2 separate regions of the Callithrix jacchus genome follow, and region 2 is linked to region 1. A link is a contact called in public Hi-C data. All regions are on one chromosome and are shown on one strand. The core of a region is the stretch at or near the end of the contact, and the rest is flanking DNA. Distances in the headings are between cores, read along the strand shown.

What was found. A called contact is a pair of places that touch in the nucleus more often than the background predicts.
Region 2: a contact with region 1 is called in a Hi-C map of skeletal muscle, with 5 times the contacts expected there. The contact joins the promoter of RNASE7 here to the enhancer-like site in region 1. A contact is called at or near these places in 2 of 3 Hi-C or Micro-C datasets (induced pluripotent stem cells and skeletal muscle).

Annotation. Positions count from the first base shown.
Region 1 is chr8:55,359,025-55,364,175 of calJac240_pri, reverse strand. All of the region lies in intron 1 of RNASE4 (ribonuclease A family member 4), which reads right to left. ANG (angiogenin) reads right to left here. Exons shown (of 2, transcript NM_001270922.1): 2 at 4,801-5,151. The coding sequence ends at 4,981. Among named protein-coding and RNA genes, the nearest start is that of RNASE4, 16 kb to the right of the region's middle. Within about 2 kb of position 2,600, at least 3 of the 16 cell types and tissues checked have an H3K27ac peak or open chromatin away from gene starts, as enhancers often do.
Region 2 is chr8:55,544,270-55,549,420 of calJac240_pri, reverse strand. RNASE7 (ribonuclease A family member 7) reads right to left here and starts at 2,660. Exons shown (of 1, transcript XM_035259991.3): 1 at 1,333-2,660. The coding sequence starts at 2,583. The coding sequence ends at 2,113.

The sequences.
Region 1 (5,151 bases), core at 1,351-3,850:
TCCTCTCAGATGACTATTCTTACTCTTGTTCGGTAATTTTATTATTTTTCTTTTTTTATCATGTGACTATTCTAATGTGATTTAAAATCTATTAGTATAATTCTAGAATAATATATGTAATACATTAATTTAAAATGTGTTATTCTAATTCTAATGTAAAGTCAGGTTCTTTGGGAATTCCTTTTAATTCTATTTAAAAGAAAAAAAAAAGAGTACCCAGATACAGTACTTAGAAGACAGTTGATAACAGCTACTGTTTGAATGAACTAATAAATGAAATAAGTAAGCTAATGAACAAATGCAATTAAATGGATAGAGTAAAGGTGTTTCCCAGGCTTATGAAATTGACTAATAAGAAAGGCTAAGAAATATTTTTAAAATAAGCTTAAACAGCATAGTATCCTCCAAAGAAAACTTGGATTGTATCTTCTCCTTGCTGTTTTTGTATGTAACATCAATACCCCAGGCCCGGAGATACACTGCTTTGTCTTGCATCTATTCTTGATGTTCCTCCTGTCTTGTCAGTAGTTGTCGGCAGCTGTCTGTCTTCGGTTGCAGCCTCACTGTGTTGTCATCTCTTGGCAATGAAAAATAAGGCTATATTTTATAGCATTAAAAAAAATCCAGAGCAGCAACAAACAGTATTGTTATATAGTTTCAGAACATTCATTGCTTTCACTGACAGATTAAAGAAAGGAATCCAGGCCTATCTTACTCTACACCTTGTGTAGACTATCGTCTACTGGCTCACTCATCCCATGCCCCAAATATGCAGGATGTCAAAGACATTTATGTTCAGAACTGCTACTTCTCAGCAGCAGAGTATAATCATGATTAGAGGTGAAATCACTTACCAACTGACTAGCCAGATGCTGCCATCTGGCCGTCACTCCTGGAACTGACATGAATTGTCAATCTGCTGGACTCTTGCAGTGAAGCAGGGTTGATTCACTAAAGCACAGAAAAATCACCCCTGATTCAGTAGGAAGTGAGCAACCCAAATTACCAAGGGCAATGTTTTGAGAGTCAGGCAGCCCAACTCTACATGTGCAGTCCAAGGACTGGGCCCAGCTGAACTCCTAGTTTGATGTATATGGGTACTATTGTCTTGTGATTTCAAATTCTGCTTCATAATGGTGGATTGCATTGTGTGAACGACTGAAATGGCTTCCAAGGGACCTGTACTTTACTTTGTTCTACTGAAAGCCTATCTTTTGATTACTGATAATGAAAGCAGTATCACACATGGCTATTGTTCTTTTAAATGTCACCTCCTATATCCACAGCCACCTTTTACCTTTGCACAGAGAGATATAAAGCTCTGTGTCATATTCGCGTTCCTACAGCTGTAGATGTGAGATATGGTGTTAGGAAGAGAAAGAAGTAAAGAGGTTGTGGGAGGAAGGGCAGATGTTTTACTGATTTCCTCTTTGCCCCAAGAACAATGCATACAACTTCTGAAGGTATACTTAGCACTTGGATTATAGCTTCAGCAGATCAATATATTTTGGGTTATTTTTCCATTGGCACCTCCAGTTTATATGGTTTTATCTACTTTCTCTTATCCTCATTCTTTGTGACCAAGAATATGGTTTAGCAAGATAAGTGGCTACAGAGAAAACCTTACCTATTCATGCAAGAACAAACCCAGGATGTCAGCTTTTCTACAGTAACCAAGTAAACAAGACATAGAAAAATATTTGAGGACAGCAGGCCAATGTAGATACCAAGGGGTGCATGGCAAAGCTCTAGCTACAAGAGAAAATTGAATCATCTCCACATCATCCCAACACATACTTTTGGATCAGGATTTTCCCCAAATGCTTTCTCCAGTGCACCACCCTGACTCACAATAAGAACATCTTTTGACATTGTGGTCTAAAACACTGAGGCTGTGACCATGAGAAAATTGCTTAATCTCTCTCAGCATATCTCATCATCAGTAAAATGACATATAATACCCACCTCTTAGGGATGCTATGAAGAATAAATGGGAAAGTCAATGTAAAGTCCTATAAAAAGGCCGAGCACAGGGCACATGCTCAGCAAATGTTGGCAATTACTGTATTAATTTATTACTATTTCCATTTTTCTTGATTCCCTCTGCTTCTGTCAATCTGGATAAAATAATGAATGGCTACACTGAGTTGTATATATTATTGACCCCCTTTTATTTCGTAGAGCTGTGTTCCCAATAAATTGGAAGTCTGTTTTTAAACTATAAAATATCTCAGCTGCTAGATCCCTAGAGACTTTTTTCCTCTCCAAATTGCATAGAATTTTCTTCCTTGCATGTCACTATCCTTCAAAGGACTTGGCATTTTGGAGCTCTCCTTCTCTTTCCTTGCAAAGCCAACAATCACAGCTGACCAGGACTTCAATTCTTCAAATGATTTACTTACAATAAAATGACCTGCCTGTGACTTGATATTTTATTTTAAACAGCTTGTGGTTATGATAGAACAAGAAGCCCAGACCAAAAGGGACTAGGAATGCTTACCCAGCTGCCAGGACCATCAGCAGGTCAGGAAACACCCCCATCCCACTGCCATGTGATTTCCTATGAAGCAGCCATTTCCCTTAACACCAGAGCAGACTATGCAGTGACAATGCTCCAGGCAGACATTTGGAGAAGATGTGAGTTTTCGCAGCTTATGGTGTGATCAGTATAATAATGGTCCATGCCTTTGACTTGTCCTGTGAAGGCCTTGAGTGGGGGCAATGATCTTGAGTAACTTTGTCTCACCTCAAGGAGCTAGTACTGGTTGGAAAATTCGAGAAAAGGGCCCACATAGTTTGCCAAAAACTGTGACTTCCTCATTTTCTGAGAGGCTTTTGAGATTTTGTAATATGGTAATTTTCTAATAAGAGATGTTTGGAATACTTTTTTCTATTTTCTTAGGAAATGACAGTGTTTTCCATTTTGAAATAGACTAATCCAGAGAGATCCCCGTGCTGAGAACACACCAGCAACCTACTTCTCAAACCCATTTCTAAGTGTAAATACCTGCAGTGAGGCTGGGCTTTCCGAGGTGGTACCTGGACCGTGCTCTATAACCTGAGTCCTGGGAAGCCAGGGCTTTTGGCCCATTTCAGGGCAATATTGGGAGCAGGAGAGGCCACCACAGGGAATAATGAGATCACAATAATTATGTGTTCACAAGGCAGTGAAACTGGTGATTTATAACTAATTTATTGGCAACCACTTTCTAAATAAAATATCCAGGCACTTATTGACAGAAATTAGGTAACAGGAAGCTAACCACTGATTGAACAGTGTGTTTTACAATGAGAGTGTTAAGTTATGTTTACTTAAAAATAAATCTTGAAGGAGAATAAGGGGTAAACTTGGAATTGTTTTTTTGAGATGAAGTCTCCGTCTGTCACCAGGCTGGGTGTGATCTTGGCTCACTGCAACCTCTGCCTCCCAGGTTCAAGTGATTCTCCTGCCTCAGCCTCCTGAGTAGCAAGACTACAGGCACACACCACCACATCCAACTAATTTTTGTATTTTTAGTAGAGATGGGGTTTCATTATTGGCCATAATACTCTCCATCTCTCTCTCTCTTTTTTTTGATACAAAGTCTTGCTCTTGTCCTCCAGACTGAAGTGCAATGGCATGATCTTGGCTCATTGAATCCTCTACCTCCTGGGTTCAAGCAATTCTCCTGCCTCCGCCTCCTGAGTGGCTGGGATTACAGGTGCTTGTCATCACACCGGCTAATTTTTGTATTTTTAGTAGAGACAGGGTTTCACCATGTTGGCCAGGCTGGTCTCGAACTCCTGACCTCAGGCAATCTGCCTGCCTGGGCCTCCCAAAGTGCTGGGATTACAGGCGTGAGCCACCGTGCCCAGCCAGAATCTTTTCATAACTTCCCCAAAACATCACACTTCCCTGACATTAATTGATAAAGTAAAAGATTACAGAGAAACTAATGTAATTGGTTTTTAGAAATTTACATAAAATAACCATGACAAGAGACTATGCCTGAAGTATTCCATTCAAACATCAAAATTATCTCTTGCTACCCTGAATGAATTTTGGTATTCATGCTGGATTATGTGTGTGTGTGTGTGTGTGTGTGTGTGTGAGAGAGAGAGAGAGAGAGAGAGAGAGAGAGAGAGAGAGAGAGAGAAAGTATAATAATCTGTTGCTATGTGGGTACTCGGGCCTTAGAAACTCCTCCCCAAGGTCTCATATTTGTAGAAGTAATATTAGTTTACTATTTGACAGAAAAAAACAATTTGCCTCTCTTGAAAATTCTGCTTAGTGACTATGAGCCCTGGATTTTTTTCATCTCTCTCTGTACATCAACTTACCATTCTTTCCCTCACAGAGAGGTAAAGTCTACCTCCCTAATGACTTGTAAAAAACTGACTAATAAGGAAAAAGGTGGCCAGGCATGGTGGCTCAAGCTTGTAATCCCAGCACTTTGAGAAGTCAAGGTGGGTGGATCACCTCAGGTCAGGCGTTCAAGACCAGTCTGGCCAACACGGTGAAACCTTGTCTCTAGTAAAAATATAAAAATTAACCAGGTGTGGCAGTGCATACCTGTAATCCCAGCCACTCAGGAGGCTGAGGCAGGAGAATCATTTGAACCCAGGAGGTGGAGGTTGCGGTGAGCTGAGATTGTGCCATTGCACTCCAGCCTGGCGACAGAGTGAGACTCCATCTCAAAAAAAAAGAAAAGAAAAGAAAAGAAAAAGGCATTTCTATTCTATGCAGTCCTTGCAGGGAGAAACCAAGAAGAGAAAATGGGATAAAGATCAATATGCCCAGAATCAGTGAGAAGACTCTGATTCTTATTGATTTCAGAGACATTTTTATTTATTAAACATGTTGTCAAACAGAAAACGAAAGGTCAAGGTGGCTCTTTCTTTGGGCCCTTGGCAATGAATATTGCCACCACTGTTGTGGGGTGCAGAGGAGAAATGTAAGGCAAGGACAGTAGAGCCAGCACTGGACCAGTGGCCCGCTGGTTACGGACGGAAAATGGACTCATCTAAGTGGACAGGTAAGCCATTTTCACAGGCAACAACAACATTTCTGAACCCCGCTGTGGCTCGGTACTGGCATGGAGGCCGGGGGGACCCTCCTCTATGCTTGCAAATGGTGACCTGGAAAGCAGACTTGCTTATTCTTTTGTTTCC
Region 2 (5,151 bases), core at 1,411-3,910, 190 kb before region 1:
CTATTACACCACACAGTATGTTTTATACACGACATCTAACTCCCTAATAAGATAAAGCAAAGACAAAAAAGTTTCTTATGGATGGGTAGAGTGGTATTGTCTTCAAGGATCATTGCGCTTTAACTTTCCTAATTTGACAAAGCATTCACGAAACAATCTGTAGACTAGTTTTAACAGACAAGTAACACCTGTAAACAGACCGACTGTCCTGAATTGTTTATTAGGTATGAATTTTACAAACTTTACTTATATTAGCGGTAATGGTGGAGCTGGGGAGTATCATGTCTTCTCCAAGCTTTACCAGTGAGAACCACTGGTGGAACTTACGGCTCTTTCCAAGGCCACAGCTCTCTGGGCCCAGGACTCTGTCTGCAGGCTTGTACTCTAACCCACTCATGACCAACACTCTAGCAGAAGAAATTCTCTGGGGAAACCTTAGTGGGGAGGTTTGCCTTGGATCTACCTGTTTTCCAAAGATGGATATTGCTACTATTAGTTATTGTGATCTAATGCCTGTCAGTACTTGGAGCTGACAAGAGTTTCATAGATATCATTTCCACATCTTTATCTGCAATCCTGTTTGGCAGGTAGGATTACTCTCATTTTGCTGTGGAGAAACAGACCAGCTGATCGCTAGAGGCGGGGAGTCAGGATTTATACCTGATTCTGTCTGGCTCCAAAGCTTACTCTGACTCTGGTCAGTAGTGAAAAAGCACAGGAGTTGGTGGGGAGGGATGGGTAGAGTGGAATCCTCAGCAGGGCCAGGAATGTCTTATAATAAATTTGGGTTTGAAATAGGGTGGAGGACACAATGCTTGTTTGAGACTAAGATGGAAGAAAGAAGGGGGTGGTGCTGGTCAGGTAAGGCTGGAGGGACCGTCAGGACTGGCCAATATCAAGCCAAACCTTCTCCGCTCCACTCACCAGAGAGAGAGAGAAATGGTATCTGTAGCCCAGGGGGACAAGGAAATGGCATTTTCGCATCTCAACCCCTCAGGCCTCGGAGGACTGCCAGAGTGGAGAGCCAGGGAAGCAACGAGGCAGGGGAGATCATTATCAGGAGGAAGGAAGCTCTGGCAGCTCCCACCAGCCTGTTTGTGACAAGCAGGCTCAGGGCCACGGAAGTCCCTTAAGGTCAAGGGAAATGTGATCCTGGATCTGGGGGCTGAAGCTGAGACACTCCCTTTACCTTATATCTTCAGGCCAAGGGAATCTAGCCAGAGCCAGGCCCAGGGCCTAGGTTGGAAGAGCAGTGGGCTAGAGAAGCGGGAGGGGCAGTTAGAGAGAGGAGAGAGAATGAATAAGATGCCAGAGCACCTCATAAACAATCTCTTGGCTAGAGAGGTAATGAGCTTTATTGCAGCCAACACAGAGTAACTGGCTCTTCAGAGCACTCATTCTTCATGGGTGAACTCTTAGCTAGTTCACCTCTTGCCCCTGTAACAGTATCTGCTTTCTTGCCCAACTGGTAGAGTAGAAAGTATGCTGTATTTAAGTGAGGAGACCTAGGTTCAAGTCCAGGTTCTGCTATTCCCTAATTAGACGAGCTATTTAATTAATTAAGCTTTCTAAAATCTCAATTTCCTCATCCATAAAGAAGGCATACAATCCCTGTCACATCTATGTCACAAGGGATTAGAGGGTTCACGTGGAAGCACTATAGAAATATGAAGTGGAATTTCTTTATATTTTTCTTTGCTTCAGGTCACCTCACTACCACGTCAGAGCTGGGGAAGACTTCTAGCTCAGGAACAGAAGCAGCTCTATCCACAAATCATAGGCCCCTTTTCCATGTATTTCCTCTCCTTGTCATGCTGCCATAATGCCAGAGGACAAGGGAGACATGTGCAAAGGCAGAGACCAGGGAACCCACAGCCCTGAGCTTGCTCAGTCCCTTTCTTGGGGATAAGCATCTGGGAAAACACAACGAAAAGATGAAAGGCCATGACTCTAGAGTTCAGGTCACCAGAGTGTCAGCTTCAGCCTCCCAGCATAGGCTGAACCAGAGTCCCAAGAGATGAGGGGAAGAGAATGCTCTGGGTGTAGGAGGAGTGGTGCAGAGCCCAGGAGAGGGACCTGAGGCTCAGCCGAAGAGTGAGGAGATCTGGAAACCTAAAGGACTCTGTCCAAGTGCACAGGAACCAGGTGGAATTGCTGAGGGTCCTTTTTCTGGCGAGGGTCACAGGCCACTATGTAAGACTTGTTCAGGTGCTTCTCTTTGTACCTGCAGTTCGGGTACTTCCCTGAGGTGAGCCGACACATGGTCAGGGACACGGGCCCATGGCTCTGGTGGCAGTTTTTATGGCCATTCTTGCAGGTTATGTTGGGGGTCTGGCAGGTGGCGGCCACACTGGAGAAGGGCTTGTGCAGGAAGGTGTTGAGGTCTTTGCACCGTTTTGTGTGCTTGTTGATGTTTCTCATGGCTGAGGCACACGCTTGAGGGCTGGGCTGCACGTGCTGAGTGTTAAACCACTGAGATGGGGTCATGCCCTTGGGCTTGACACTGACTGGGATCTCAGCCACCCACAGCCCCAGCAGCAGAAGCAGCAGAAGCGGGAAGTATCCTGCTCTGGCCGGTACCATCTCTCTTAGGGGGAGCAGTCAGAATAGAGGGCAGGGGTCACTGTGACAGTGTTCAGTTGAGAAATTAGTCCTCCTATACCTGCTCATATGAGCTAATCACCCATCTCCCTACCCACCTGTCTCCTTTCTTCCCTTTGTGTCTCACCTCTGCCTCTTCTTCTGTGTGTCCACATCTCTCACCTTGTATTTCTCCTCCCTTCATTCTGGCCCTGCTGCCTGTCACTCTGTCCTCTCCCGTTTCCCTCAAGTCTCATCTCTTTTGTGTCCCCATGTTCCTGTGTCTGTGTCTCATCCCCTCTCCATCCCCATTCCCATCTCCTCTGTGTTCCCATTCTTTTCCATTTTTCACCTCCATCCCCAGCATCACTCTCCCCTTTCCCCAATGTGTGTTCTCATCTCCCCTAAATCTATTCCCTCCTTTATCCATTTTATCACTCACCTGAGTGTACTCTCATCTGATCAGAACCCATCCTTCCTTCTCTGTCCTCACTCCTCCCCTGCTCCTGCCGCAGCCTCACCTGTGCATTTGGTCTTCTTGCTGTGACTCCTGCTCAGTGGGCTGGGGCTGCATCCACACACTGCTGGGCTGTCAGAACTCTGAGGGTCTCTTCTCACTCCTAAACTCCTTAAGAGCTGGCCTGGGCTGTGCTGCCTCTATTTGGGAGCGGGCTGGGGAGCATCACTGGATCAGGAAATGAATCAGGTTCATGCCTCTCCACTTACATGTCCCAAATACATGGATACCTAAGGACACCTGTACCTGCCTAAACATGTTCAGCAATGAGGAAGCGTGAATCGTCACATTCAAAGACTATATTTGTCCTCTGGTCACATGGTTTTAATGACTCTTTAATAAAGCACCTGACCCAGTGTCAACTGAAATCAATTTCAGGAAGAGTTGTCATTTATGTCCTCTCATACGCACCTCTGGCTCAGGATCCTGGGAAAAGTCAGTCACTGCAGGTTTAAGGGTTGCTTCTTCTCTGACTTGAGGTACAGGTAGAACAGCCTAGGAAGATGCTTTGTCTGGTTCCTTGTCATCTGAAGATATTGCTTATCTTTCCGAGGAGATGGAATAGACACAAGGGAAGCTGGTGAAGCATCATGGTTGTGATACCCAGCACGATCCCCAATAGCAAAGCCATTCTACAGCGATTCATTCCTCTGGGCCTGTCCATTTCCAGGTACCAACCAAGGCCACATGGCTTTACTTGGAGAAGGCTGCCAATACCTCTCAATTTCACCTGTTCCCTCCCCTCTTTATTGAAAATTGCAAAACTTCGATACTGCTCAAATGTTTGTGCTTAGAATGCAGTTGGTGTTGCTGCTCTCGACACCCAGGCTTAGTGCTTCCTTCACCTTGTATGTCCTGTTCCTTGTGGTGGTTACAACTGCGTGGAGTGTCTGGGTCAGTGCTACTCTGGGGGGCTCCTGTGAGCTTGGAATATGACACTCAGGAGAACCGAGACACAAGGCAGAGCATCGCACTCTGTGGGTGAGAAGGCCTGTGAAACTGAGGTGAATAGTATTTTTGTTTTCAGAATTTACCTGTAAGTAGTAGAGAATCTCAGAATCTCAGACATGCTTCATTTATATAGTCAACAAATATTTATCGAGCACCTACTAAGTGTCAAAGTATTTGGGATAGAATTACTGAACAAAAAAGGTAAAAATGGTCAGGTACAGTGGCCCACACCTGTAATCCTAGTACTTTGGGAGGCCAGGGCAGAAGGACTGCTTGAGGTCACCATTTCAAGACCAGCCTGGGCAATGTGACAAAACCTCGTCTCTACAAAAAATTTGAAAAATTAGCCAGGCATAGTGGTGCATGCCTGTGGTCCCAGCTACTCCAGAGGCTGAGGTGGGAGGATTGGTTTAGCCCAGGAGATCAAGTCTGCAGTGAGCCATGATTGCACTACTGCACTCCAGCCTGGATGACAGAGTGAGACCCTGTCTCAAAAAACAAACAAAACAACAACAAAGACAAAAATCTCTGCCTTTGTGGAGCTTACATTCCACTGGAGAAAGACAGTAAAATAAATATATACTTTGCTCAAAGTGATAATTACTAGGAAAAAAGTAGGACAGGTTGACGGTCAGTAATTTTATGCAAGATCATTGAAATCTCTGACTCTGGGGCAGAGACTTGAAGATAAGAGTGAACTTTGATTGTCTGGAGGAAGAATGTTCACACTGAAGACAGTAGCACTGCAAAAGTCCCAGAACAGATAGATGCCTAAGGTGCTGGAGGAACAGCAGTGTGTCCAGTGTGGCTGGAGTAGGTGACTGAGAGGTCCACAGAGGGACCAGAGACCAGGTCATGGGAAGACTTAGAGACCATTTGAAGGCCTGTGACTTTTACTCCAAACACAATAGGGAACCCTGGGAGGGTTCTAAGTAGATGAATAAAGAACTTATTCGCTTAAAGGATTATCTGGCTGGTCCAGAATTTGTGATTCTGAGTCAGGAGGATGGGGAGTTTGTTTTGACGCCAGGAGGACATTATCTCAGTAGATGGACAGCACAGCTGTGGGTTGCGGGTCAGAATCTTTAGAAGAAAAAGTGATG